Linked DNA regions of Zea mays: region 2 is linked to region 1. A link is a contact called in public Hi-C data. All regions are on one chromosome and are shown on one strand. The core of a region is the stretch at or near the end of the contact, and the rest is flanking DNA. Distances in the headings are between cores, read along the strand shown. Region 1 holds the start of LOC103636108. Region 2 holds the start of LOC100282388 (polygalacturonase).

Region 1 (2,977 bases), core at 134-2,633:
CAGGTCGCGGACCGTCTGGCCCTGCGCCGCGGACCGTCCGCGCCTGACCAGAGAACACCGACGCCGGTTCGTATTGAGTGATTGGCGCCCCAAAAAGGCACCAACACAACCCCAATTGCTGCAAGTCCAGTAGTATCTGCGCCATTATCGATCCCTTCTTCAGCGGGATACGGATGAGCACTGTCGAGTGTGGGCATAGAGAAGGATGGAGACAAGTGGCACTCGTCTGGCATATAGTAGCACAGCTCCTTGCCTTGCGAAAAGGGCAGGGTCTCCCATGTCTAACGGGATGGGGAATAAAAACAGACAGTTCGCAAGGTTGCACTATACACATTTTGTCCAGAACACAAGAAGAACACGTTACTTACAGCTTGTGGTGTTGGAAATCGAAAGAGGCACTGGAGATATGGCCAGAAGAAAAAGAATGCAAACAATCGAGAGAATCAGAGGCATCGTTCCCTCAGGCTGAGGGCGAGTTTTTTTTCCCCTCCTCACAGCCTGAAGCCGAAGCGCACGAAGAAGAAGCAGAGCTGCGCGACCACCACCACGGACTCCACGAGCCACAGCAGGTGGTACGCCGCGCGCTGGAACAGCGCCGCCAGCACGTTCCCGCGCGGCTTCCTCCACCGCAGCGCCGACGGGAGCGCGGCCGCCAGGAGCTTCCGCCGCGGCGACGACTGCGCCGGCGCCGACGCCGACGCACTGCCGCCGACGCCGCCGCTGTTGTCACCGCTCCCTGTAGCGGCCGCGGCCGCGGCCGTCTTCCTCCTCGGCGCCATCCGCTTCCGCATCCACTCCCGCACCTTGCTCTTGATCCTGCTGCCCGCGCCCGCCATCACAACGCAAAACGATCAGGTCGGGTCTCAAGAACTCAAGCTGCTGCCAAGTGCCACCTCAACACGTACGTGCGCTGCCTTTATTTGCCTTTGCCTTGCCTTGAGCTGTCTCGGAAATAAATCGCACGGTCTCCGGCTCTCGTCGCCCGAGCCTTTTATCCTGCGACGCCACGCGGTTCGCGGAGTTTGACGTTGCCGCCACCCTCGCCGTGGCGCGTTCTTTCGCTCGGGTTTCCTCCCCCCAGGTAGTCCATGGACGGAGTTGGGGACCGGGCACAAAAAATACTCACAAATCACGAGAGATATATAGAGAGAGAGGGGCTTGACGATTCAAAGTCAAACTGGGCCTTGGTCAACTGGGTCAGGTAAGTAGCTAGTATTAGCTGCTTTTGCTTGGAAGATTCTGGTCTCGGAAGCGAGTTGGCGTGCTGATTGTGGATTGGTAGGCAGGCAGGCAGGCAGACACGATGGCTTGGGGAAGGGGGTGTACAAGGCAACGGATTCCGATGGTTAACGACTACAGTCTAGAAAATTAAAAATATTCCCGTTCCGTTAGGTTTATTAATAACCGTATTATCATTGCTCGATAGTGATAGGTCAAACTTCGCCCCGCCAGCTCAGGCTGCAGACCGGTTCGTCATCTCTGATGCGAATGCGATGCTACTCGCGAAGTCGTAATGCGTTTCTCTGATAGCCAGGGCTGATGCTTACTGTATTCGGGTACAGGCTACCGACCAGAAACGTTTTTTCCATTTTTATGTCTCCACTTGTTGTATCTACTTCTGGAAGCACATGTACTCCCTACTACCTAGCAGGGCCCTGTAGAACACCGCCAGAACGTGGACATTCTTCGGGTTGATTTACATTTTTTTCCTTGCATCTTCAAATTCTGATTTCTTCCATCGCTTTGGAGTGAAGGTCTCAAAGGTCTATGTTAACAAAGATCAAATATCATTGTCTAGACATGTTGTCAGAAAAAAGAGTGTATATCAAAGTCAAAGCATAAGAAAGTACATCTTTAAATTATGGAACAAAGTTGTTGTTTGTTTCGGCTTTTTTTTCCTAGCTTCTTGCCGACATAAGCTGTTGTGGACTATCAAACGTCCAACTTTCTAGCCCGTTTCTGTGAGAAACGTTTTGGTGAAAACCGTCCAAAATCAACGTGAACACACAATATCGATCGAGTCATCGTCATAGTAGGAATCTGTCGCTTTTTAGGTCATAAACCCTATATATCCCTTCATTTTTCTCCGCAAATAATTCCCACGATATTCAGATCCCCCCACAACCATTATCAGAAAAGCTTGTCAGAAAACGCTAAAACAAACAACCTTATGTATTCCATCACTCAAAAGTTCTTACAATACCAAAGTAAATTAAAATGTTTCTCCTCTATCATCTACTTCTAAGATCTGAAGTGACTCGATCATTGAGTCTATCTTGCATACGTGACATTAATTCATTGGTTGTTTCATTAGCCTTTCGCATTCAATCACTCACTTATAGGACTGCTCCTTTAATTCCTATACTTACTCCATGTGTTCTTCCGACGCACAAGTAAATCATCATTTCCCCCATCCCCCCTTCCACACGGGGGCAAAGGATGTGATGAAAATGTATCATGATTTATATTCACACATTGAAAATGATGAACTTCGAGAGTATTGATTGGTTAAAGTAGCATTTTATGTATTCTTCCCTCTTAAGCCTTTAGAGGGAAGGATGTTTCTTAAACTAATTGGTGTTGCTCTATTATTGTTCTTAGAATTTCGACAGGTACCCAATATTTGACGCCCACTGTCTAGTAAACTCATCAATGACCATAATCATGCCTCCACAAAGGTAGAAAATTCTTAGCACAATCGATTATGCTAACAATTCTAAAGAAAAGATTACACTGAAGTCACCAATCATATCAAATCTAGCAATAGGAGAAGGGAAAAGCTCTGGAGCTCTTGGTTGACCAAGATGATATCGATAAAGAAATTGAGGGGTTGAAAGCCATTCAAAGGAACATGGAAATCTAGAAGTGGAAGCTGCTTTGGGCTGCTCAATTTTGAAGGGAGTAGACAAAGCCTCTAAAGAGCTCTATCGCACAAGAAGGGAAGAAGGCCTAGAACAAATACAAGAGCAAGGAAAAT
Region 2 (2,977 bases), core at 136-2,635, 140 kb before region 1:
TGCTGTAAGAACAAAAAAATATGGTGTTATTGGTGCATGCAGTGTGCTGTTGCAAAAGAAAGAAAGTTGTGCTCTGTTAATGTCATAGAGAGGGAGTTCGCTATTCTCTTATCTGTAAAGCCTGAGAATCACAATATTACAATTGGGTTTGTTTGTTTTCTCTGTACACAGAAACGTCTTGTAAGAGCTGTGGAAAGGGTTCTGCATTATGTGTATTCTGACTTGCTTGGTGTACTTTGTTCTCTTCCATGGCTTAAAAAATAAAAAATAAACTTGGCCAGGCTGGTGTGTCTATGCCGCTATATGCCACAATCATGTGAGACGGAAAGAACAAGACAAAGCAGGGAACAGATCGAAACAAATGCAAATAAGACTGCAGAAACGTATGGTGCCCGTGACAACTTTTCGGGCTTTCTACTGCAAATCATGTGAGAAAGTGAGAGTAAAACTGGTATGGTCATAGGCACCTTCAAACGCTCACTATCATAAGCTGTGGTGGTTCTGGCAAATGAATTCATGGTGCATTCCAGTTTCTAAGAATTCTGGAGAGAGAGAGAGAGAGAAAAATACGCATGGCCAATTGGAATCTCAAGATGTCATTGGGACGACAGGTCCCCTGGATGGATGTGATTGACATCACTGAGTTCTCATGCAAGTCATGTAAAGATCAGTTTGAAACAGAGCATGTGAAGCCCAAACCCACAAAAGGGATTGCAATTTGAGATTTCTGGCTCAAAGAATGCATGATGCTTGACGATTTTATAATGGAGTTTTGTTTGAAGCAGAGCATTTGCAGGGCGAAGCTATGTACCTTAGTATCGTCTGTAACTCCGTCACCCTTGGCTCCAAAATCAACCACATTGAATACTGCACCCTGCGAGGTCGCTGGCGGCGGCTGTGATGGCTGCTGCTGACCCTTCCCACAGCTTGGAGCCGGCGGCTCGGGAGTGGAATGCCTGCTGCCATTGGCAGGGCTTGGCATAGGAGGGATGTCAGGGGCATTCGGGCTTGGACTTGGGCTTGGTTGGTACGGATTCTGATGATTTCCCTTGCCAGCGCCAGAGCTTGGTGTCGAGCTGACCGGTGGCTTCGGACCTGGCCGGTTGGCGCCGTACTGCCGGTGGGAGCTGCTCTTCTTTCCCTTGCCTTTCTTGAGCTGGGATGAGCCCGGTGAGCTCCTCGACGACCTCCAATGCTTGCCTCTTCTTGCCTCGCCGACTTCAATGGTGGAGCAAAGAGCAAGCAAGACAAGGAGAAGCAGGAGGCCGATCCCTTTTGCTCTAAGCTTCATCCTTCAGCCCCGTATATCTATTGGGTCGTGTGGAGATTAGAGTGTGTACTGTGTGCTGGGTAAGCTGATAGAGAATAGCGCACGGGAGGCCGGGAGGCCTGTGATTGTGAGGAGGGGGAAGAGAGGAAACGGGTTTAAATAGCAAACTCCAGAGCCGGCCACGCTACTGTTTGTCAGGATTTTAGGCGAAAACGAGATGGAAAGTGATTGGGATTTGTGGCCCCAACTCACGTGCGCGCAAGGGAGACATCTGCGCAGTGAAGTTGCAGTGATCCCCTTTTCTTCACCACCATAGTGTTATTTCAGCCGTTTTATTTCCTTTGTCGGGCAGGCTCTTTTATTACACGAGAATCTGCCGGGCGAGGGATTAGCCGGGCATGTTTTTATGGTAATTCCCCCCTGTTATTATAGCATCGATCTTTTCTTAAATAGTAGTTAAAGATTAGGCGATATGGATTGATTTACGGACAATCGAGAATCTTTCTGGTACTGATTTTGGAGGTAATCGAATCGAATTGCAACTGCCAGTATCATTTATTGGGGCGAAAGAGTACAATTACTGGTATCCACTTTGTCAAAAAAAAAAAAAACTGGCACGCTGCCTCGACTCGGCGTCCATTGGCATGTGGAGACGTTCCATGTTCCAATTAATACTGCTGTGCACGATTCTTACTGACCGAGGCAAATACATACTCCGGCTGCTGCATCAATATGGCATGACAGAGCCATAACTCCAGTTTATTTTGAGCGTTTAGGCGCCGTTTCACTGAAAACGGCATGCATGTGTGCGCTCTCCCCTCCCGGGTCACATGTGGCAACGGTCACGGGCGGAAGCGTCCTACTTGTCCGCACCTCGGCCGTAGGACCCAAACCCAACCCAACTGCCGCAACCGGACGACGCCGCCGGGCCCCCACCCCCACGCAGTGCAGCCAGCCAGCCACCACTCCTCGTCCCTCCAGTCCAATCACCCATCCATCTCGAACCGATCTCTCCGGGCGGTGAGCCGCTGAGGCTCCGCGCCTCCCGCCTCCGTCCGCCATGCATGCGCCCATCATGCCCTGCACGCGCATGAAAACTAGCTAGCTGCAGCGAACTGCATCGAAGCTTTTCGCAACGGTGATTGGCGTTTGGAAGTTTGGATGCTGGAACAGAGACCGACTAGGTTCGGATTCGGAATTGTAGGTCCGTTGTCCTGTGACGATAGGAGACAGGGACCAAATCGAGAGGCTCTGATGAAGTCCGAGCCCAGCGCTGGTTGATTGCTCGCTCCACACGTCGAGGTCTAAGCTCGAAACAGGAAACACAGCACAGCGCAAATATAAAAAGAAATCGCATCTTTTTATATATACCCAATCATCAGATGCCGTCACAAGTCCTAAAAATGCATGCATGAACGCACTGCTAGCTAGTCAGATACAACGCGATCGAGTACACGCAATGCTGGACGTATGCACCGCGTCGTCCGACGACGATGCTGCGTCATCGTCACTCACGGGATGCTTTGCTCATCTGAGATCCACGCAAGGTTTGACGACAATGTGCCACGATAGATTATTGGGCATCCATGCATTGATGCATGTAGCAGCAGCATCTAATATAATACTGGCTGCTCGATCGGTGAAATCAAATAGTACGACAAGTACACCGCCGACAGGCCGGCCCGAAGATTAATCGAAGCCGGAGGT

What was found. A called contact is a pair of places that touch in the nucleus more often than the background predicts.
Region 2: a Hi-C map of leaf shows a contact between it and region 1, with 3 times the contacts expected there. The contact joins the promoter of LOC100282388 here to the promoter of LOC103636108 in region 1. A contact is called at or near these places in 2 of 25 Hi-C or Micro-C datasets (endosperm and leaf).

The regions. Positions count from the first base shown.
Region 1 is chr8:149,861,237-149,864,213 of Zm-B73-REFERENCE-NAM-5.0, reverse strand. It overlaps LOC103636108, which reads right to left and starts at 1,383. Exons shown (of 2, transcript XM_020542567.3): 1 at 906-1,383; 2 at 209-816. The coding sequence starts at 791. The coding sequence ends at 492.
Region 2 is chr8:150,002,958-150,005,934 of Zm-B73-REFERENCE-NAM-5.0, reverse strand. LOC100282388 (polygalacturonase) reads right to left here and starts at 1,385. Exons shown (of 7, transcript NM_001155299.2): 1 at 812-1,385. The coding sequence starts at 1,291. LOC103636114 (peptide deformylase 1B, chloroplastic) reads left to right here. Exons shown (of 9, transcript XM_035961848.1): 9 at 282-872.